Regions from separate parts of the Mus musculus genome. Here all the other regions are linked to region 4. A link is a contact called in public promoter capture Hi-C data. All regions are on one chromosome and are shown on one strand. Each heading gives the region's core, a stretch centred on a gene start, on an enhancer-like site or on the middle of the called end of the contact. The rest is flanking DNA. Distances are from core to core; before and after follow the strand shown. Region 1 holds the start of Nicn1 (nicolin 1). Region 2 holds the start of Nprl2 (NPR2 like, GATOR1 complex subunit). Region 3 holds the start of Rbm6 (RNA binding motif protein 6). Region 4 holds the start of Scap (SREBF chaperone). Region 5 holds the start of Rbm5 (RNA binding motif protein 5).

Region 1 (4,451 bases), core at 1,497-3,996, 2.0 Mb after region 4:
GAACTCAGAAATCCGCCTGCCTCTGCCTCCGTGGAAGTGGGATCCCTGTGCTGGGATTAAAGGCGTGCGCCACCACCGCCCGGCTAGAATGCACACTTTTGCTAGACAATTCAACAATTACTGTGGCCCAAATGCAATTTTGCTTTCCTAAAAGTGCTCACAGATCTGTAAGTCATTCAAACAAACCATCCCAACATATCTGAGATGGCATCGGAGGTCAGAACCTTAACCCCGAAGAAAGCAGAAAATGGACATGTGAAACCTGGATGAGCTTGCTAAGTGGACCAACGAAGATAGGTAAGGTAATGTATTGGGCTGAGGATGTGGCTCAGCTGGTGCAGTGCTTGCCTTGGTTAGCATGTTTGCAGTTCTACGCTAGATGCCCAGTAATACATAAACCAGGCCTGTGATGTATACCTGTGATGTATACCTGTGATGTATACCTGTGATGTACACCTGTGATGTACACCTGTGATGTACACCTGTGATGTACACCTGTGATGTACACCTGTGATGTACACCTGTGATGTACACCTGTGATGTACACCTGTGATGTACACCTGTGATGTACACCTGTGATGTACACCTGTGATGTACACCTGTGATGTACACCTGTGATGTACACCTGTGATGTACACCTGTGATGTACACCTGTGATGTACACCTGTGATGTACACCTGTGATGTACACCTGTGATGTACACCTGTGATGTACACCTGTGATGTATACCTGTAATCCAGTGCTTGAGGGGTAGAGGCAGGAGGATCAGAAGTTCATGATAAGCTTCCCCTATTCTTGGCCACTCTGGGATTTTTGAGATCCCCACCCCTCCCAAAAGTAGCAAATTTTAAAAAGTACCAGAGTGAGAGAACCTGAGTATGTCCTTTAGCCTGGTACTAGCAGAAGTTCTCTCCATCTCTCTCTCAGAATTAGCAGATTTAGACCAGAATAAGAATAATTGTAGGAACTGGGCGTGGTGGCGCACACCTTTAATCCCAGTACTCAGGAGGCAGAGGCAGGCAGATCTCTGAGTTCGAGGTCAGTCTGGTCTACAGAGTGAGTTCCAGGACAGCCAGGGCTACACAGAGAAACCCTGTCTCGTAAAACAAACAAACAAACAACAACAACAACAACAAAAGAGGGCTGGAGAGATGGCTCAGCTGTTAAGAGCACTAACTGCTCTTCTGAAGGTCCTGAGTTCAAATCCCAGCAACCACATGGTGGCTCACAACCATCTGTAATGAGATCTGACGCCCTCTTCTGGTGTGTCTGAAGACAGCTACCATGTACTTACATATAACAATAAATAAATCTTTAAAAAAAAAAAAAAGAATAATAGTAGGGCCGGGCAGTGGTGGCCCACGCCTTTAATCCCAGCACTTGGGAGGCAAAGGCAGGCAGATTTCTGAGTTTGAGGCCAGCCTGGTCTACAGAGTGAGTTCCAGGACAGCCAGGGCTACACAGAGAAACCCTGTCTCGAAAAACAAAAAGCAACAGCAAAAAAGAAGAATAGTAGGATCCTGCACTGGAGGGGTTTGGGGAGCCTAGAGTACCAACTGCCATAGCAGTAGTTTCCATCTCGATGCACACCAGCATCACCTATGGAACTTAAACAAAACAAAACAAAACACACAAAAGCACAGATATCAGGACTAGAGAGATGGCTCAGCAATGAAGAGTACTTGGTGCTCTTGCAGAGGACCAGGTTTGGTTCCCAGCACCTACACGGCACCTCACAGCTGTTCATAACTCCAGTTCCAGAGGATTCAGAACCTTTTTCTGGCCTCTACTAGTACCAGCCATGCACAAGGTATATATGCAGACATGCAAAAACAACACTCATAGATTTAAAATAAAGCTTTTTTAAAATAAAAATATTAAATAAGTAAATAAAAATATAGATGTCAAAGATCCACCTCAAACACACTGACTCAGATTTTCCAGGGTCGGATCAATTAACTAGGTTTCCCCAGATTGTTGGGAAGCAACATCTTGCGAGAGAATGACATATTGTAATACAAAGCACATAGAGCCAAGAGGGTGGGTAAGGGAAGGATGCTATGCCATTAGAGGTAGCCTTTGTCCTGTGTTGAGGTCATGCAACGCCCTGTCACTGTCAGTTGAAATGGAAGAACAACTAGGGATTGGAAACAAGTCACCAGGAGGACCTAGATGAAGGCTAGGTTGCACCTGACCTGTGGCAGGGGCCACTGGAATGGTACGTTTGCATCATTGTTTGACGATTGCAGCTACGGCCGAAATCAAATATCCTCTCACTTGTACTGAGATTCAAATTGTAGTTCCAGTGATATCCTGGGCACTGGGAAGAGATGCTGAAGAGGATAGGACGGGAAACTCTAGTCTATTTAATAAAGCTTATTAATAAAGACTGTAAATGCTTCTGAATAGGCCCAATTCGCAAAAGCAAGAGACACTGTAGAAGCTGTGTAAATGCCTAGGAAACGCCCAAGTTACTAGGTATTCCCCGCCCAGAAGCCTTGATCGCTTATATGGGGGGTTGCTCACCTCGAAAGGCGCGATGTTGGGAAAAGTGACATCGACGACCAGCACGCCAGGCCGACCTTGAGAGGTCCTCATGTCGCCCACTTGCAGGGCTACAGTGCTTTTCACATGACAGGGCACCAACACACGGGACATGATTTGGGAGATTACAACCAAGCAAAATCACCGCTCACAGTCTCCATCCAACCACTAGCTCTTATTGGCGTCCCTTATCAACCAAAAGAACTACAACTCCCAGGCCACATAACGTTTGTAACAGTTCAGCCAATCACCGATGATCAGGGCGGGTCAAGAGTCGGAAATGTCAACGGAAGTTCTTCTTCAACCAATCATCCTCGCGTCTGTAAGTCCCTCCCGGGCTGCTCCGGGCAACCGTCGAGCCGTTCTTTATCCAAAGGATCCAGAATGCTTTGGGCTGTCTTATCCCTCACTTAAATTCTGCTACTTTATTAGGTTAAGATGTATAAAACAATCAGGCGTTTAGTGTCACTCGCTTTCAATCCCGGCACTTGGGAGGCAAAGGCAGGCAGGTCTCCGAGTTCGAAGCCAGTCTGGTCTACAGAGAGTTCCAGGACAGCCAAGGATGTTACACAAAGGAATTATTTCTCCATAGCATCCACAAGATCCATCTGGGTACAACCCGAGGTATATGGCAACTTAAGGGATATGGCACCTTTTCCTGACCTCGGAACTATGGTATTTTTAAAACTACAAACCAGATCAGGTATATTGGTGCAAGCCTTTAATCCCAACATTGAGGAGGCAGAGTCAGAAGCAGGTGAATCACTGAGAGTTTAAAACCAATCTGATTTACAAAGAGAGTTCCAAGCCAGTCCTGTCTCAAAAACAAACAAACAAACAAACAAAGTGGGGTCACAAGGTATTGATTCACTCCTGTAATCCCACCAAAATTGTAAAATTTAGTTAAGAAATAAAATGCCAGGCATTGGTGACACTTTAGTTAACCCAGCACTTGGAAGGTAGAAGCAGAATCGGTAAGATCAGAGGTTCAAGGCTAATCTCATGAATGTAGTAGGTTTCAGGTTAGCTTGGGCTATGTGAGGCCCTAGCTAAAAAAAAAAAAAAAAAAAAAAAAAAAAAAAAGCAAAACAGTCAATAAATTGATTGACCGGAGAAGAGGCAAATACTTGGTTTGGGATTTGTTTATTTTTTGAGACAAGATCTCACTACAGATGTAGATGAAGCAAACCTCAAATTCAGAGAGATCCATCTGCCTCCATAATTCTGGGATTAAAGGTATGTGTTATCATGCCAACCTACCAAGTTTTCCTTTTACATTTTATATTGAGGCATTTGGGAACATTAAAGAATCTGAGGTGTATGGTCAGGAATTTCAGTCCATGCAGCAGGAGAGATGGCTTAGCAGTTAAAAGCCCCTGCTACTTTTCCAGAGAATGAAGTTTAGTTCCCAAAACTCCCATCAGGCTCCAATGAATGCCTGTAACTTAAATGCTCTCTTCTGGCCTCTAGGGAAATTTGAACTTATGTGTACATACCCCTACACAGCCCCTTGTGCATTGCGTACACATAGCTTAAAATTAAACCTAGCAGTGGTGGTACACACTTTAATCCCAGCACTCAGGAGGCCGAGGTAGGTAGATCTCTCTGAGTTTTGAGGTCAGCCTGGTCTACAGAGCAAGTTTCAGGACAGCCAAGACTACACAGAGGCACCCTCTCTTTGTGTATGTGTGGTGGGAAGAGGGATTCCTGGGAAATGATCCAGTGAGTAAGAGCACTTGCTATGCAAGCTTGAGGACCTGAGTTCGAGTCCCCCAAACCTCTGTTAAAAATAAAAGAAAGCTGGGCACTACTGTGCATGTCTGTAACCCTAGCATTTGGCAGGATGGAGAAGAGGATTCTGGGAGCTCAATGGCCAGCCAGCCTAGCCAAATAGGGAGATTCTGGTT
Region 2 (4,251 bases), core at 1,547-4,046, 2.8 Mb after region 4:
GGGTGGCGGCCAATGAGGTCTCGCACAGTGGTACCAGGGCTCAGGCTGCAGTATAGCTGGAACACATCTCGGAGACTGGCCCTTTTGTGTCCTGCGGGTGCCAGGGTTAGTCCGACATGGTCCTGTCCTTCCCGGATTAGTCTCCCGCCAGGGACTGCCATTACCTTGCTTGGTGACGTAGGACAGACATGCCTCCTGCAGGGACTTGTCATCCACCAGATCCTGGACTTTTGGTGTTGGGCAATACACATTGGAGTACTAGAACACAGCAGGGGTCACAAGGGCCTGAGGGATGTCCTTGGGAGTCTGGCTTGATCTGGCTCAGCCATACGGGTCACATTTTACTTAACTGCATCCCAGACTCACCTACCTGGAGGATGGATACCAGTGTCACAACACCATAGTACCTAGTGAGAAAGAGCTCTGCTTAGCTTCTAGGCGGCGAGCCTACCCTCCCTCATACTGAGCATCCTTTAGGTCTCCTCGGGCACGGCTCCGTAACAGGCATTAACCGGATCTTCACTCACAGCAGGTTCTGAATGGCGATGCGCACCAGGTTGAGTTCCACGTCTGCCTCAGCGGAGATCTTCTGGACATGGCGAAACCCGTCAATGTAGGGCAGGATCTGTACCGGGCAAGGCAGGGTCAGCAAGGGTCACCAAGGCGAAAGTTGTGGATAGCCCAAGGTGGGCATCTCCTAAGAGAGGGCTAGCATACCTGCTGTGTGGTAAGGTCCCACTGTGAGCTGAAGAAATCCTCCTTGTCCTTTGTAAAGACGGGCACATCATACTCCTGCGCAACAGGAGGGTCTGGCCGCTGCTCGATCACCTTCAAGTGGATGGTGTTGGATTCATCTGCAGGGGACCCCACCCACATCCTCAGCGTCATCTTTCCCAGGGAGCCCTCAATTACTATCTAAAATCTCCTAGCACTAACTGAGGTGGATCTCGGGAGGGTCATTAGTCCTTTTGTTGTTGTTGTTGTTGTTTGTTTTTCAAGACAGGGTTTCTCTGTGTAGCCCTGGCTGGCCTGGAACTTACTCTGTAGACCAGGCTGGCCTCGAACTCAGAAATCGGCCTGCCTCTGCCTCCCGAGTGCTGGGTTTAAAGGCGTGCGCCACCTCGCCTGGCCCCATTAGTCCTCTTTTATGGAGTGAGAAGCTGAGGTCCAGAGAGGGGGATGACAAGAAGAAGAGCTGAAGAGCTCTGCTGGCTGCTCCCCCAACCCCAGCCCCATTGTTCCCTGGACCCTCAGATGTCACTGTGTCAACCCATGGCTATTTCCTGCCCACCAGCTTATTCAAGAATCTTTGCCTCTGCCAGTGGCTGTGTCCTGCTACTTCCCCAACCTTCCCTTGTTCATCTGCCGTCCTGGCAGAGGCGGCCGTACCAATGGGCAGAGTGCAGCGGCCGGAGGCATTCAGCTCTTCCAGCAGGATGGTCATGATGGGCACCAGCTTCTGCTTGCTCTCCTCGTTGGATACAAAGCTGCTCTCAAGCTGGGGAAGACACAGACAGCACAGTGAGTGACCACACCTCAGGCTCCCTGCTGCAGCAACATGGAGCTAGCTGCTGGAGGCTGGGGATTCAAGACACAGGAACTCTCTCCCCACCTGTGCCCACCACGGACGCACCCACCCACCCACCCTGGCCCCATCTTGCTGCAGACCTCCAGCGTGGTCAAGTAGCCGGCCAGCTTTTTAACGATGGGTTCCAGGGCACAAGTCTTAGCCTGAGCGTCACACACAAAGCCCAGGTTGAAGAGGAGAGCATTGCGGCTGTACTTCTTGTGTTCAATGCACACGGGGCAGCCAATCAGCTTCTTCTCCATGGCTGTGCTGGAGAGGTAGAACAGAGTCAGCCTGCCCCGCCCCCACCCCCACCCCCAAGCCAGGCTGGGACCCCTCTCCTCCCACCCAACTAAAGCCTCACACAGTGATGAGCTTGTTCTGTAACTCGGGCTTGGTGATGATGTACACCTGGACCGTGTCAAACAGTTCTCGCGAGATGAAATCCTCAGGGACCTGGAGAAGGCAGCCATGAGAGAGAGCTCCCTCAGTGGACGTTGGGTCCGGGCAGATTTTTACAGCCCACCCAGGCACAAGTCCCTCTACCGTTTTCTTCCCTCATCCACCCAGTGGTCTACTTTGTGCTTCCAAACACATGCTATGTTTTGGCAAGCTCCCTTGGCTTTTGCGTTCACTATTCCCACTACCTGGAATACCCCTTTCTACCCTCACCTAACTTTTATATATCATTTGTCTTGGTCCAGTGTTTCTCTTGGGTCATCTAAACCTTCATGAGCCTTAGCACCTCCCCGAAACCTATAGCCTGATTCTGTTTGGGGGACAAAACTCCTCCCCCACACTAGAACCTGATTCAGTTTGGGGGACAAAACTCCTCCCCCACACTAGAAACCGGAGACCTGGGTCTGTGTACCCTCTCCATTCAATGGAAGAGACACGCGTGGATGAACCACAACCCCTCCAGGCGGCCAGCTGAGCTCCAGAGAGCATCCCTCCCCTCGCCTAGTCCGGGAGTGTGGAAGGCACCTGATAGGTAATTTTGGGTCCCAGCGTTGGGTGGAACTCGCTGAAGAATATACATTCGATGCGGCAGCTGCTGCCCATGGCGCTGTCTGGATCCAAGTCTGTAATCCCTGTTTTTCGTGTGGGGATCGCCTCTACGCCTTGGAATACCCTGTCAAAAAGAGAAAGAGGCCCGGGTAGGTCACACAGGTTTGTGAGCGCAAACCCAACGAGCCGTCAACTCAACAGCGCCTGCGCAGGGCGACTCAGGGGGCGTGGTTGCCGCTGGATGGGATGGGAGGGGGCTTGTCCCAGGAAGTCTCGGGTGGGTAGACATCGCACCCGGAAGTGAAGCTACTCCGTAACGGAGCGGTGGCGCGGCTGGCGGGGCCGAGGGTCCAGTTTATTTTGGAGGAAGTCACTGCGTAGAACCTGAGAAGCAGGTGAGGAGGGCAAAATTCTACGGTGGAGGTACAGCGTGTCAGGTGCACATGGGGAGGCAGTGTGCAAAGAAATTCACGCTTAGGTAGGGAAGCAGCTGGGAAATACAATTCCCGTAGTGCTCCACGCCTTCCGTTCCGGCTAACGATGACGTGCTGCATTCTGGGATTTGTAGTCTTCCTCCTCCCACTTGGAAGGTGCGATCGTTACCACTTCAAATACAGGTGTTTGACAGGTAGACTGCTAAGTTGGGACTGTTAGTGCCGGCACTACTCTGCTCCTGTCATAACTTCTCCGGGAAAAGGTGCCATTTCTGTCCTGAGTTACTGTCCCCAGTGAGGGGCGTGGACAGTGGGCACTCTTGCCAACGCCTACGATGCTTTCAGGCTGTGCAGCTATCGGCTGGGCTGACCATGGCCCTTTCTGTGGAGACGGAGTCGCATATCTACCGAGCTCTGCGCACTGCCTCTGGGGCTGCAGCCCACCTCGTGGCGTTAGGCTTTACCATCTTTGTTGCTGTGCTTGCCAGACCTGGCTCCAGTAAGTAGAATTCATAGTCCACTTATGGGAAGGGAAAAGCTACTTCTCTTGGGGAACAGGGGGCAGTAGGAAACGATGGGCGTAACTCCTGAGAACAGGATTGACTGGCTGAAGGATATTCTCTGTTGAACGTATTTAACGTCGTGGGAAGAGCAGACCAGTGTGGGGGCTCTGCCCGCCAGGGCAAGCTTTAAGTACATGGCTTCTCTTCCTTTGATTTGGCATTTCATTCCTGACTTGTGGGGATGCTGGAGGAAGGAGCCGCCAGAGGAGTGGCAGAGCGTGCTTTCTGTCCAGGGAAGAGAACAGGGGGTGGGTAAGATGAGCTTGTTACTGGAGGAGGCTCGCATTTTGACCCCTCCTTGGGTGATGGATGGGCTGTCCATCCCGGCTATAGAGCCTGGTATGCTGGTTTCTTTTTCCCTAGTTCCATGAGGCGCCCTCTTCTCATTCCAGGTCTGTTCTCCTGGCACCCCGTTCTTATGTCTCTGGCTGTAAGTAGTGGGTTTGGGTAGCTTTTAGGGGTAGAATGTGGGCGTTGTTGGTGGCTCTCAGAATCCTTGTAGGCATTTAGTGCCAGTGTAGACGAGCTGTATGTCCTCACTCCTGCTTCTGACGAATATCCAAGGCTTGAAAACGGTATTCATGACCCAGGACGAACAGATGAAGCTCACCCAAGCACAAAAGGGCGGCTTCTCTCACCTCCAGCTAGGAAGCTGAGAAATGGCATTTGGAGGCTGCTC
Region 3 (4,003 bases), core at 313-2,812, 2.5 Mb after region 4:
CATTCTTCCAAACAAAATCATGGTCAGGTCTGTCACTGCAATACCCCAGTCTCTGGTACCAACTTCTGTCTTAGGTTTTTACTGTTGTGAACAGACACCATGACCAAAGCAAGTCTTAGAAATTACAACATTTAATTGGGGCTGGTTTACAGGTTTAGAGGTTCAGTTCATTATCCTCAAGGCAGGAACATGGCATCCAGGAAGACATGACTTAGGAGGAGCTGAGAGTTCTACATCTTTACCTGAAAGCTGCTAGCAGAATACTGACTTCCAGGCAGCTAGGATAAGAATCTTATTGCCTACACCCACAGTGACACACCTACTCCAACAGGGTCACAACTTCTAATAGTGCCACTCCCTGAGCTGAGCATATGCAAACCATCACACAGGGGTTCCTTTTTGTAGCCCAGACTGTACTAGAACTCACTCTGTAGAACAGGCTTGCCTTGAACTCAAAGGTACATCTGTTTCTGCCTCTGGAGTGGAGGGATTAAAGTATTGCACCATCACTTCCTGTCTCCATGCCCAGCTTTTTCCAGTGGGCATTTATGGCAGCAGCATTTATTGATATTTTATTTGTCACATATGTACAGTCCCCTCAGAGGCTAGAAAAGAGCATTGGATCTCTTTGAACTGAAGGAACAGAGGATTGTGAACCGCCACGTAGTTTTTGGGAATTGAACCTCTGGAGAGCAACCAGTGTTTTTAACTGATGAACTGTTTCTCCAAGTGTCTTTCTTTGACCTTGAAGAATCGAATTAGGCTACAATATCATATATCGCCAGGGCATACACACAAGGCACCAGGTGGCTGGGATAAGCAAACCCCTCACAATATAGACAATCTACCTGAGAACTTGGGAGTCAGGTAGATCATTAGCTGGAAGATTCTGGAAGAGGTTGCGTATCAACAGTTACTTTGCTTTCTTTCCGTTAGAATTACGATGTGCAGTTTTTGTGGCGAGTCACGCGTGTCTACATTTATTGCCTAGAGCTAGCGGGACCTGTAGAAACAAGTTTTATTATTTTTTTTTAATGGGTTGAGCTACTGAACCTTTTTACACGGATGATTTCCGCCTGGAGTGTTTGACCAGAAGTCTGTCGGAAGGTAAAAAAGGACGAGTCTTTGGGTCCTAATACTTCAACTCAAGCAGTACTTTTGCATTTATTCTCTGGACTTAGGTAGAAGGGGTCTTATTTATGTAGCCGAAAAGCCAGCAGCCCTTTGCCGTAACGGAATAAGACCGGAAAGATCTCCTCCCATTTTCTGCACCCGAACTGACAATCTCTCTCTTTCCCAAGGGGCAAGGCAGGACCGTCCCCCAGCACCTGGCAGGGTGTGTCACTAGGCTGTCTAAGCCACCCGGACCCCTTGCACACTTGCGAGGAAAACACCAGAGAAGCAGTGACAGCACTGAAGCCAAACCATAACTCCCGGCAGGCCCTGCGGAGAAGCGTGCCTTCTAATTGGGCAGTGGCTAACAGCGTGCCTTTCCATTGGGCAGCAGCTCCACCAGCCGTCAAAGCCGCTGCGCGCAGGGCACGGCGGGAGAGGAGGCCGCGGGATTTGCGGCCGTACTTCATCTCCCGGCGGGCCCAGCGCTGAAGGCGGTGGCGCGACGCCTTTGTGGAAGCCGGAGCCCACCGGGAGGAAGTTCCGGTCTCCGGGACGCTGGGTCCGTGGCGGCCTCTGAGGAGGAGGAGAAGCGGGCCGCGGCGGCTACGCTGCTTTGGTAAGGGCCCAGGCTAGGAGAGAGGGCGTGCCCGAGCTTCTGGGACGGGGTCAGCGGGCCTGGCGGCTCTGGAAATCGCGGGCCCGCGCGGCCTAGCAGCCGTGGCTTCGAAGACACGGGGCGGCCGCGGCCTCGCTCGCTTGCGAAAACAGTCGTGTGTCGCGGGAGGCGCCGCTCGCGGCAGGAACGCCCCGGAACGGTCGCGGGCCCGGGGCGGGGCCCGAGGCGGCTGTAGAATTACCGGTCCCAGCGCGGAGCGGCCAGCTGTGGGGCGAGGGACCCGCGCGTGGCAGCGGTTCTGGCGCTCAGCTCTGTGGTGCTGCAGGAGAGATTTCTTTCTCTTTCCCCTTGTGTTTGTGATCTTGTCCTGAGAGACATCACTAGATACGGAACTCTTGTGCCCTGCAAGTAACCTTGGCCGCCCACCCAGACACCCAACCAGGAAGGTGCGAGAGTTCAGAACCTGGCCCACGGGCCCGTAGAACCGGGAGGTGGGCGAGGGTGACTGGTGGGTTCTGTACCGGTTGGGCGAATGTAGGAGGAGAGTGATGTTCCCACATATTCGTGCTTTAGATTCCTTTTGGCGTTGTTAATAATGTGCTTTTCTTTTAACTTTATAATTGACGTTGAGCTAATGAATTCAAGTGTGGGGTTGCGTTTCTTAATTAAAAACAAAAGGCCTTATTTGTAGAGCACATATACTTGAGGTAGTTTGTATATTTTCTCCTCCCCCTCACCCCCACCCTAGGCATTCTTATTAATTTCAGACTAATTGGATATAAGTTAAGGAGTAGGTTTTTTTTTTTTTCTTTTTTATCCGCTTGATCACCCAGGTCATTTTCTGAACTCTGGATTGTGCCTTAGGATTGTTAGTTTTCAACTTCCTGTTGACTAAATATGTCACAGTTAACATTACTAAGCTTGTGAGAATCAAAGGGGAAAGTGTCAACAGCTAATGACAATGTGGAAAGTAACTTAGCACTAAAATACTAACTTGAGGAAACATAGTGGTTGAATCTACTGCCAGGCTTAGTGGAGTTTAATCCTGAAGTTTAGGAGGATGAGGCAGGAGGATGTCAGGTTTGAAGCGCCCTAAGCTGCATTGAGACCCTAAAAACTTTGAGTCTGAATTTTATTTAGCTCCTTAACTAGTAGTACACTTATATAAATGCTTATCTGCTTATAAAATCTATAGGATTATCTATAGTGTATGTGGTCTATAAGGCAGGTTAGGTAGGACTCAGTTCTCAACCAGCAGAACACCCTTGCTGCTCATTGAATCCAGGGCGCAAGTTATCTACCACTAGGACCAGCCTTCTTTACAGAATTTTCTTATCAGGCTTGAGTTTATTCTTACCTGCAGGTTTTTGTGGCTCTTCACAAGAATTTCTGGTGTGAGAATTATTATTGTCGTCTCCACCTTCCACCCCCCTCACCCCCCACAACATAGGGTCTTTCATAGCCAGGCTGGATTTGAATTAAACTTGCCTTAAAAAAAACTCCTAATCTTTCCACTTGAACTTTCTAGGCACTACAATTGGCAGCTGTTATTCCTAGCTAGGGGAAGGTTATTAAATATATATACTCTAGGCTAAAATCCTTTGCTACTATACTATATACTCCGCTCAAAATGTACTCTTGAAACAGAAATTTGCCACCATGCATAGATGTATAAAATGATGTTAATGACTTGGTTCAGAATCAGAGTTAAGTAGATAATAAAACTATTGAAAAGGGTTTTTTTGTTGTTGTTTTTTGTTTTTGTTTGTTTGTTTGTTTTTTTCGAGACAGGGTTTCTTTGTGCAGCCCTGGCTGTCCTGGAAGTCACTCTGTAGGCTGGCCTCGAACTCAGAGATCCACTTGCCTCTGCCTCTCAAGTGCTGGGATTAAAGGTGTGCGTCACCACACCCGGCTTGAAAAGTTTTAATTTATTTATTTGAGATAGGGTTTTACTATTCATCCCTGGCTGGCCTGGAACTGGCTATGAGGACTGGGCTGGTCACAACTTAGAGAGATCTGTCTGCCTATGCCTCTAGAGTATTGACATTAAAAGCACATGCCTACAAGCCTGGTGTGAGTCTGTTTTATAACAATTCATCATGGTGTGCAACTCGGTATAGTAGAGTTGATAACTGTAGAGTTTCAGAAATCAGATGTTGAATCCATGTACTCTTCACTAACACAGACAATGGACAAATTAACTTATTCAAGCTTCAGTTATTCATCAGAAATAAGGTTAATGAATACAGCCATCTCATGTAGGATTGTTGT
Region 4 (4,468 bases), core at 1,342-3,841:
TGCCAGCAGTAGGCGGCACAGGAAATATGGACTGTTTAATGGGGACAGTTTCTGTGTACAATAATTAAGAAGTTCTGAAAATGGGTAATAATGACAGCTATACAACACTGTAAGTATATTTAATATCCCTGACTACTCTATTTAATCATTAAAATTGTACATTTTATTTTATATATTATTTTCCACAAATTTTAAAAAAAATTAAAAATTAGAAAAGTCTAACAAGCCAAGTGGGGAAGAGGAGAGAAAGAGAGCCGTGCCGTACTGAGATGTGCCATCTTGGACACAGGCTGCTTCCTCCACTCATACCACCTCCTCTTCCACCTCCCATTTGCTAAGAGAACAATAGAGAGACTATGAAGCCAGTGGGCACATCTGCAGGAAAACACGGACTGTTGTCGGGCAAACAAGTTCGCATACAGGCACAGCCCCTAACTGGCCAGTGAGAAAACTTGCCTGAAATTCACCCTATAGACTAACACTATCATCTCATCTGTTCATTACGGAACTTTAGATAAGCTGTGCCCAACAGCCAGAGCCTTGAAAAATTCCACAAATATTACCCACAAGGATCACTTTAGGTGGCTAAAGTCACCCGGATCTTGTTTCTTTAGCCAACTCAGAACAGTGGTAAGTTCCAGGGTCAGGAGCTCGTATGGCAGAATCCGGAAGACACAGTTTGAAGGCCTGATTCTCCATGCACACACTGGATGACCCTGGAAACTGGTTCCACGGGAAAGAGAATGAAAACCACACATGCGGTATTTGTCGCAGCCAACAGAAGGATACAGACTGTCAAAGTGAGCAAAGTGCACATGAATTCTAGGCTCGCCGAGATGAGTATCTGGAGTGATCCTGAACTGTGGCAACTCTAACCAACCACATTAACAAATACAAACGGACGGCAGGCATGGTCCCTTTCCCAACAGGACAGTTAAGCAGCTTACATATGGCCTCAGGCAAATCACAATTTTTATGGTTCTGTGTTCTAGCCACAAACTAAGAGTAAAGGTTTTGTGCCCATCTCAGGACAGTAATCTAAATGGGTGGTAGGGTTCCCAAACCGTGACTTTTAAAGCACATGGAAACATCTGGAGAGGTACTTCCCACCCGCCCCCCCCCCCCCACACACACAGTAACAAGAGAGTATTCAACAACAACGGAGTTTCAAGTAAGGGGAAGCCAGTTCTTGCTTTTCAACCTGACCAAAGAATGAGTGCCGAGCAGGAGCAGGAGCACACACATCTGCTATCCCACATATTCAGGAAACCGAGGCAGGAGGATGAAACTTTGTGGTCAGCCTGGGCAATGAAGCCCAACTCAAAATAAAAAGCCACAGGTGTTACTCAGTGGCAGACCAATGCCCTAGGCACACGTCCCCAAGTAACTTAATAATGAGTATAGGAATAATGTTTATACTTGTATTTCCTGTTGGTCGTTAAAAAAACAATACAAACAAAATATTTGCCAAGCAGAAACGCTGCAAATATATAAAAAGCCTTTAGATTTGAAATACATTAGCATATACTTCATAACATACAATCTTCACTTGAGCATCACACAGGTTACACCTAAAATGCATTCAGCACTAACTAGATACACTTGATCCTGACTCTAAGAAAAGCTTTAATGTTTAGCACACCTTGAGATGGCTGCACACTGCATAAGCAAACTCTACAAACGCACCCAAACGCATCATTAAAGACTGTTCCTATGTCGACTTCACAAGAATTACTACAAGATCATCATGAACTTATTTATTCATCGCTTCCGTCACCATAAGAGATAAATAAGCTAAACTAAGGAAGACTACCTCCAGGACCCCACTCCCACTCCCACCCCTCACCCGCCGCCACCTGTGGCTCACTGCCCTCCTCTTCATCGCCACCATCTGCACAACTTTCTGAGATGCAGTGTGGACCCGGGACTCGCTGCAGCTAGCGCTATCCCATTATAACCCTGATGCAACAAAACCACCTGGAAGTAAACATAAGCAACATAAGCGAGCAAAGTTTAGGTTTAAGCAACACATAAAACCAGAAACCGAGCACTCCCAGCAGAGAATCTACATGTTGCCTGGCTATCGGATCTTCGGAAAGAGGCAGGACTGAGTCACAGGGTCTAGCCCTCACCCAGACAACCCCAGACAACCCCAAAGCAGGATCCAGCGGCGAGCCTACCTGCCTGAGCTCACTCAGCCTGAACCCATCGCGACCCAGGCAGCTCGGCCCGGGCGGGGGCGCGGTCGGGAAGGGGGACGCGAGACCGTCCGGCCCCCAGCTCCAGACTGCGGTCTCCGGAGCCGCGCCTCGGGCTGCTGGACAGCGCCCACGCCCGCGCGCCCCTGCCCGGGCTCGCCCGCATCCCGGAACTCCCGGGCACGAGCGGCGCGAGGCCGGCGCCGGGGCCCAGCCGCACCGTGCAGACGCGCGCTGAGGTACCTGTGGCAGCGAGGCAGCTCCCGGGCGGCGGCGACCGAGCGGCGGAGAACGGCCTGCGCGCTCCTGGCCCGCGGTCCGGTGTTTGGAGCCCGCCCTCTCCCTCCCGGCCGCCCGGCGCCCGCGCAGCTCCCCGCCCCTTCACCTCTCAACTCCTACCTTTCCCCTCCCGCTCCGCCGCCCTCCACACGTGCTCCCGGCGGCGTGCGCATGCGTAGTCTGGCACTGCCAACGGCTCGGGTTCGCCCCCTGGTGGTCCCCTGCCACACAACTGCGAGAGGAAGTACTGGAGTTGCCTGTGGCCTGGAAAAAGGTGGCTAGTAGCACTTCAGAGTTTTGACAGCATCACTGTCCTGGGAAGTGATTGAGAACATGCACAAGAGCTCGTGTTCCATGCTTTATAGTGCCAAAGGATTAGAAGCGGGGCTGGGTGTATGGCTCAGTGGTAGAGAGCTTGCCTGAGACGCTAGGGGCCCTGGGTTTGATCCACAGCAGCATCAAAAAGAAAAACAAACCAGGGAATTAGAAGCAACTGAGCTAAATAGCAAGTGTATTCAGTTGATGAACTAGGTATAGGAGCCTCCAACACCAAGGATGTTAAATGAGCACTTATAATGAAAGCTAGTTCAAAACCAAGCTGGTGTTAGGATTCCATTTTTGTTAAAAATACAATGCATAGGGTAAAGTGGAAGATATATACTCAGTGTTTATTCCCACGTAGAGGAACTATGGGTGTCTGAGTCTCTTCCACCTTCTGAACTGCCACCAGTCGACTTGCACATGTAACGGATTATGCTGAGTGACTGCTCTGGTAAATGCTGAGTTAAGCATATGGTGTGTGTTCTCTCATTTGGCCTTGGGGAAAGTGAGGTTCCAGACACTCAGCAACAGCACCAACCCTGGTTGCTATGTTTCCATTTGTCCTCAGGCCTGCCTGTGGAGAGATCTCAACCACACTACCAATGTCTTGACTCTCTGAGTGTCACAGGTCAGAGTGGCCACCTGCCCCCATCTTGCTACCTTAAACATACTTCTTTCGTGTCACTCTTGCTCACCCCCAAGGCATACTAAGGTAGAACAGACCCTGTACCTGCCCTCAAGGGCACCAGTGGTGGGGGAAGAGAAAATATAAGTATAGTCACCGTGCAAAACAAATCAGAGGTGGCCACTTCAGCCTTTGGAATAGGGTTATTCTATAAAGCAGGTTTCTGGTAGAGATGTAACTCAGTTGATATACTGCTTGCCCAGCCTTGAATATGAGCCTTAACCCCCAGCAAACTGGCAGTGGTGGTGAAAGACTCCCCAGAGGAGCCTCTCGCTCAGGCCTCAGGATAATAGCAGACACCCAAGAACTCACGATAGACCAAGCTTGATGCAAACCACATGAGGCTTTATTCGGGGAAAGCCAGAGCTCTGGGGATGACTCATATCCCACGCAGGGTTAGAGGAGTCGACCTCGAGGGGAAAGAGGTCCCAGTTTTTATAGGCCCTCAGGGGGGAAAGGAGAAGGGGAGAGTGGGGGGATTTCCAGATCTAAACAATTCTCAAGAAATGGGTATGGGAGGGGTACAAGGAAAGAGTCTGGTGCAGGGGCAGCAACTCAGGATTGGCCCGGTTGTGGTTGCTGGGGAGATTTTCTGACTCTTTCTCAGCAACCAATATCACAAACACCTGGCAGTGGGCTTCATCAGTGGGCACACACATGGGTTCAAGGAATGGTCAAAACATTGGCAGACACACAAGTTCAAGGAGTGGCCAGAGCATTGTGCACCTCTATTTTTCTAAATCAGTGAAGCTAGTTCTGCTAACAGTGACATCTATCTTGCCAATTTCAGGGCTTCTGTGACCTTTTACATTCTGTTAGGATCTTTCAGTGGGTCACACCTATGTCAGCCCTTAGGAGATGCAGGCAGGAGGAACAGAAGTCCAAGGTTCCAATTTGAGGCCAGTCTGGTACATAAGTCTGGCCCCCACAAAGATAAGAAAATGCAGCCCACTGGTAGGGCCTAGCATCAAGGCCTTGAGCTCAA
Region 5 (3,950 bases), core at 917-3,416, 2.6 Mb after region 4:
GGTAACTGTTAAGGTAAAGCACACCTCCATTGTAGGTTCACTAATTAAAGACTCAGAAGCTCTTTGACCACCTCAAGGCTATAGGGAAAACAAAGTCCTACAATTGCCTCAAAGCAAAGATGTCTTTCACTTTTTTTCTATAGCAGTAGTTCCAATACTGGGACAAAACATTTAATCGTTTATTTTTTTGCCACATAATCAGAGAGGTGATTGGTTGGGTTGGTTTTAAAAGACTCATGAAAGTGATTATGTCACTGGGTTAGGTTGGTTTTTTCGAGACAGGGTTTCTCTGTGTAGCCCTGGCTGTCCTGGAACTCACTTTGTAGACCAGGCTGGCCTCAAACTCAGAAATCCGCCTGCCTCTGCCTCCCAAGTGCTGGGATTAAAGGCGTGCGCCACTGCGCCCGGCTTACTATTTTTATTTGTCTCTGCGTGTAGTTTAGGTGCATTTAGGGCCAGAAGACGGCATGGGATCCCTGGAGGTGGTATTATATAGGCTTGTGTGCTACCTGATACGAGTGCTGGGAACCAAATTTGGATTCCCTGATAGAGCAGCAAGCACTCCATCTCCAGCTTTTAAGTTTTTAAAATGAAAGACTTAAGATTATTTTATTAAAACTTTGTTCAATAATATATTTGCTTTTTTGTGTTGCTTAAATTAGAACAATTTCCATTGTCTTTGGTACATCGACTACCAGATAGCCTAGGATATATAGTCCATCTACTCACAAAAACAATTCTACTCAACAGACAGACACAATTGAGAGGATGCCATTCATCCCTGGATGGAATCTGTCTAGGGATAGGGGAGTAGCTTTTGAGTTTAAAATTGAATTGGCAGCATGGTGGCTCACCTTTAATCCCAGCAACCAGTGAGTGAGTTCTTTATATCACCCTGGCTTTCCTGGAACTCACCTTTTTAGACCAGGCTGGCCTTGAACTCAGAGATCCAATTACCTCTGGGATTATAGGCATGGATCACCACACCCTGCTATAAGTGGTTTCTATGATCTGCAGACAAATGTATATTTTCTGCGGTTAAGTGTGTTATATATACTCAACCATAATTGGGCATATCTTAACATTTACATAATTGTATACTGAGAATACATAGATACAAAAGAAAGATGTTGAGTATGTGTTCCTTCAGCTGTGTTATCAGGCATTTCTAGCCAGTTTCAGTCACCCTAATTCCTGCACACCGTTATTCTTATCAGACTTGTAATCCCAGAAGGAGGTGAAAACTGGAGGGTCAGAAACAGTCCCACACTAAGGAGATGGATCTTGGTCAGTCTACATTGTGAATTCCAGGCTAACCAGAACTATAGAGACCCTTTCTAAAGAAAACAAAAGGGAGGGAAGGGAAGAAAAATTAAAAAAAAAAATGAGGGAAATCTGCTCCCTAATAACTACATATGCAGAGGACAAGTTATGGCAACTGGATGACAATATCTCCACAAAAAGCAGAGAGAGGGGGGGGGGGAACCTCTAGGGTTTTGTCTGTTTTGTTGGATTTTTTTTTTTAATGTGTAGTTGGGTGATGATTTGGTTTGAATTTGGGCTGCTTTGCATTTACTTATTGTTGGTGTATTTGAACACACATCCATGTTTGCCACATCAGAAGACTACTCTCATGCGTGGTTCTCTTTCCATCCTGTGAATTGCAGGGATGGAACTCAGGGTTTTAGGCTTGGCAGTAAGCCTTACCTGATGAGGCTATCTCACAGGCTTGGTTTTATTGTTGTTTTGTTTGCTTGTGGCAGGGTCTTACAACAAAATATCCCTATTGTTCTGGAGTTCATATTCTAGTGCTGGCATGGCTTCTGAAAACAAGCTAGTTCAGTTTCCAGTTTACCGAATTATTAGCTCTGTATGTTTGTAAAACGACTAGGGAAGTAATCCGTAGTATGCCTTCTCTACGAACTGGATTATACGTTTTACAGTGTGTCAAGCGCTGGTAAAGTTCACATCCGGGTTCTCAGAAGCTGAATGGCAGCTTTGTCATGGAGCAGATGAAATACGCAAAAAAATTAACGCAGGGTATAGTGACAGGCTGCCTGGGCGACCACACTTCCCGGCAGCCCTCGCGCAGACCGGCACCCTCGCTGATTGGACGCCTCTGGAGAGGCGGGTAGGATGGGAGGTGGGGGAAGGTCGACGCGCGAGGGACTGTGGGTAGGAGAAGACGGTCGGTGGAGACGCCATTTTGTGGAGCGGCCGAACCTTGTAGGAGGTTCTGGGGCGCAGAGCCGCTACTGCTCCTGCTTTGTTCCCTCTGTGGGGGTGAGTGCGGCTGCCGTCCATTACACCCCAGTGATTTTGCAATTGGTGCTGTCCCTTAAGTCTGCCTGTCAGCCGCCAGAGGTGACCGCTCAGCCGAGTCTTTGAAGAGACTAAACTAAGCAAGCGCTTGAGGGCCGCGCCCCTCCTCGCCTCTGGCTCTGCTGGCTTTCATAGGTTGCCCCCTAGCCCGGTCCTCGACCCGCCTCTTTGGAGTTGTTTGTCTCTTGCTGGGACGTTGTCCCGAATCCCCTGTCGTGCGGAGCTGTGGAGCGCCTGGCAGTCTCTTAAGCCATCATCGCCCTGAGTCTCCAACTGAATCTCGCTGTGCGAAAGGTGGTTGGGAATGGGTGTGGGGAGGGATGGATGGAAGATAAGAAAGATGGACTGAATGCCGGATTCAGTTGCGCCGCCATCTCGGCTGCGATACCCCGCGGAGGTGGGCATGGGCAACCTCCCTGGGAGGTGGGTGCGGGCATCTCGGGCGAAAACAAGGGACAGCCGTAGCCGTTCGACCCCGGAACTTGACCCACTAGATGTCTCTTATTTTTTAAGTCAACGAATGTTTGTTAAGTGCTTGCTTTAAAAGACCAGATTCTAGAAATGGCAGTAACTATAGTTTCTGGGACATCACAGGCATCATAGCTGTGTGATGTTTTATTACGGCCAATCGGCCGGGGAAAGGCTGTGGGTCACTCGGTGGCCTGTTGTCGATCAGGGCTGGTCCAAGACATAGGTGTTATTGATACACAGATATTAAGCCGAGTCAAGGTTTGGTCTTGTCTTACTGAAATAAATTGAGATCAGGCGATGTGTTATATATGTAAATTTCAATCAGATCAGCATTCCAGCTTCTAAGTTTTTGTCAGAAAAATTTGAGATCGTGTTACAATTTTAGTGTTGAATTTTATATTAACGAAGACAGTTGGATGAATGCTTTAATCATTGTCCATCTCAATAAATAGCGTTGCTTTGGTTATGAAAATCAGGAGCTTTTTGCTTTGTAATTGTAGTGGGAGTGTCCAAGGTGTCTAAAGCCTTCACCCTTCTTGAGTTTCTTATTGAATATATGATCTTAATATGTTAAAGTGACCTTCATCTTCCTGCTTCTTAACACAATTATGACTTAGTGTTGACAGCCTCCTTTTCCTTCCTCTTTTTAGTCATTGTTAAGTATTAGCCACAGTTTCTATCCCAGTTTGTAGGGTTCTTGAATTAAGTGATCTCTGAAATTTGCAATTTTTCTCTTTCCCACCCCTAGGGGAAAATTTAAGCCTTTTGAAGCAGTGTGCTAGCTCTTCCGTGAGACGATGGGTTCAGACAAAAGGTGAGTTTCAATACATGACATGCCTTTGATCTCAACAGCTTAGTTGGGACTGAAATATTTGTTTAAAATTGTTTATTCAGCCCTGTGTGGTGATGGCAGCTTACAGGTTTTAATCCCCGCAGAGACAGGCAAATCTCACTGAGTTCAAGGCCAGCCAGGGCTACATAGAGAAGGCCTGTCTCAAAAAAGGAAAAACAAAAACAAAACAAAGCAACAACAGTAATAAATTATTTATTTTGCAAATGAATATTTAAATGTCTATTGTGTTTCAAGTGTTCCAAATGACTACTTTCATGATTCTGTTCTCACAAGCTTCAGTCTAGTGAGAGTTAACAGTTAGGAT

Evidence for each region. Promoter capture Hi-C pulls out the DNA fragments that hold promoters and counts their contacts. Capture Hi-C pulls out chosen DNA fragments and counts their contacts.
Region 1: a contact with region 4 is called in a promoter capture Hi-C map of pre-B cells, with 2.6 times the contacts expected there. The contact joins the promoter of Nicn1 here to the promoter of Scap in region 4. A contact is called at or near these places in 2 of 39 promoter capture datasets (neutrophils and pre-B cells).
Region 2: a contact with region 4 is called in a promoter capture Hi-C map of liver, with 2.9 times the contacts expected there. The contact joins the promoter of Nprl2 here to the promoter of Scap in region 4. A contact is called at or near these places in 3 of 39 promoter capture datasets (the C10 cell line, liver and pre-B cells), 1 of 115 datasets of contacts at active chromatin or transcription factors (astrocytes) and 1 of 9 other capture datasets (liver).
Region 3: a promoter capture Hi-C map of pre-B cells shows a contact between it and region 4, with 5 times the contacts expected there. The contact joins the promoter of Rbm6 here to the promoter of Scap in region 4. A contact is called at or near these places in 2 of 39 promoter capture datasets (neutrophils and pre-B cells).
Region 5: a promoter capture Hi-C map of liver shows a contact between it and region 4, with 2.6 times the contacts expected there. The contact joins the promoter of Rbm5 here to the promoter of Scap in region 4. A contact is called at or near these places in 2 of 39 promoter capture datasets (liver and maxillary cranial neural crest) and 1 of 9 other capture datasets (liver).

Annotation. Positions count from the first base shown.
Region 1 is chr9:108,288,738-108,293,188 of GRCm38.p6, reverse strand. Nicn1 (nicolin 1) reads right to left here and starts at 2,746. Exons shown (of 6, transcript NM_025449.4): 1 at 2,527-2,746. The coding sequence starts at 2,658.
Region 2 is chr9:107,540,754-107,545,004 of GRCm38.p6, reverse strand. It overlaps Nprl2 (NPR2 like, GATOR1 complex subunit), which reads right to left and starts at 2,796. Exons shown (of 11, transcript NM_018879.2): 1 at 2,552-2,796; 2 at 1,932-2,023; 3 at 1,669-1,837; 4 at 1,390-1,498; 5 at 718-854; 6 at 528-625; 7 at 371-407; 8 at 165-258; 9 at 1-91. The coding sequence starts at 2,629. Cyb561d2 (cytochrome b-561 domain containing 2) reads left to right here and starts at 2,812. Exons shown (of 4, transcript NM_001357289.1): 1 at 2,812-2,970; 2 at 3,355-3,508; 3 at 3,965-4,002. The coding sequence starts at 3,382.
Region 3 is chr9:107,870,378-107,874,380 of GRCm38.p6, reverse strand. It overlaps Rbm6 (RNA binding motif protein 6), which reads left to right and starts at 1,562. Exons shown (of 21, transcript NM_011251.3): 1 at 1,562-1,732.
Region 4 is chr9:110,331,479-110,335,946 of GRCm38.p6, reverse strand. Scap (SREBF chaperone) reads right to left here and starts at 2,591. Exons shown (of 23, transcript NM_001001144.3): 1 at 2,442-2,591.
Region 5 is chr9:107,769,218-107,773,167 of GRCm38.p6, reverse strand. Rbm5 (RNA binding motif protein 5) reads left to right here and starts at 2,166. Exons shown (of 25, transcript NM_148930.3): 1 at 2,166-2,283; 2 at 3,542-3,607. The coding sequence starts at 3,591.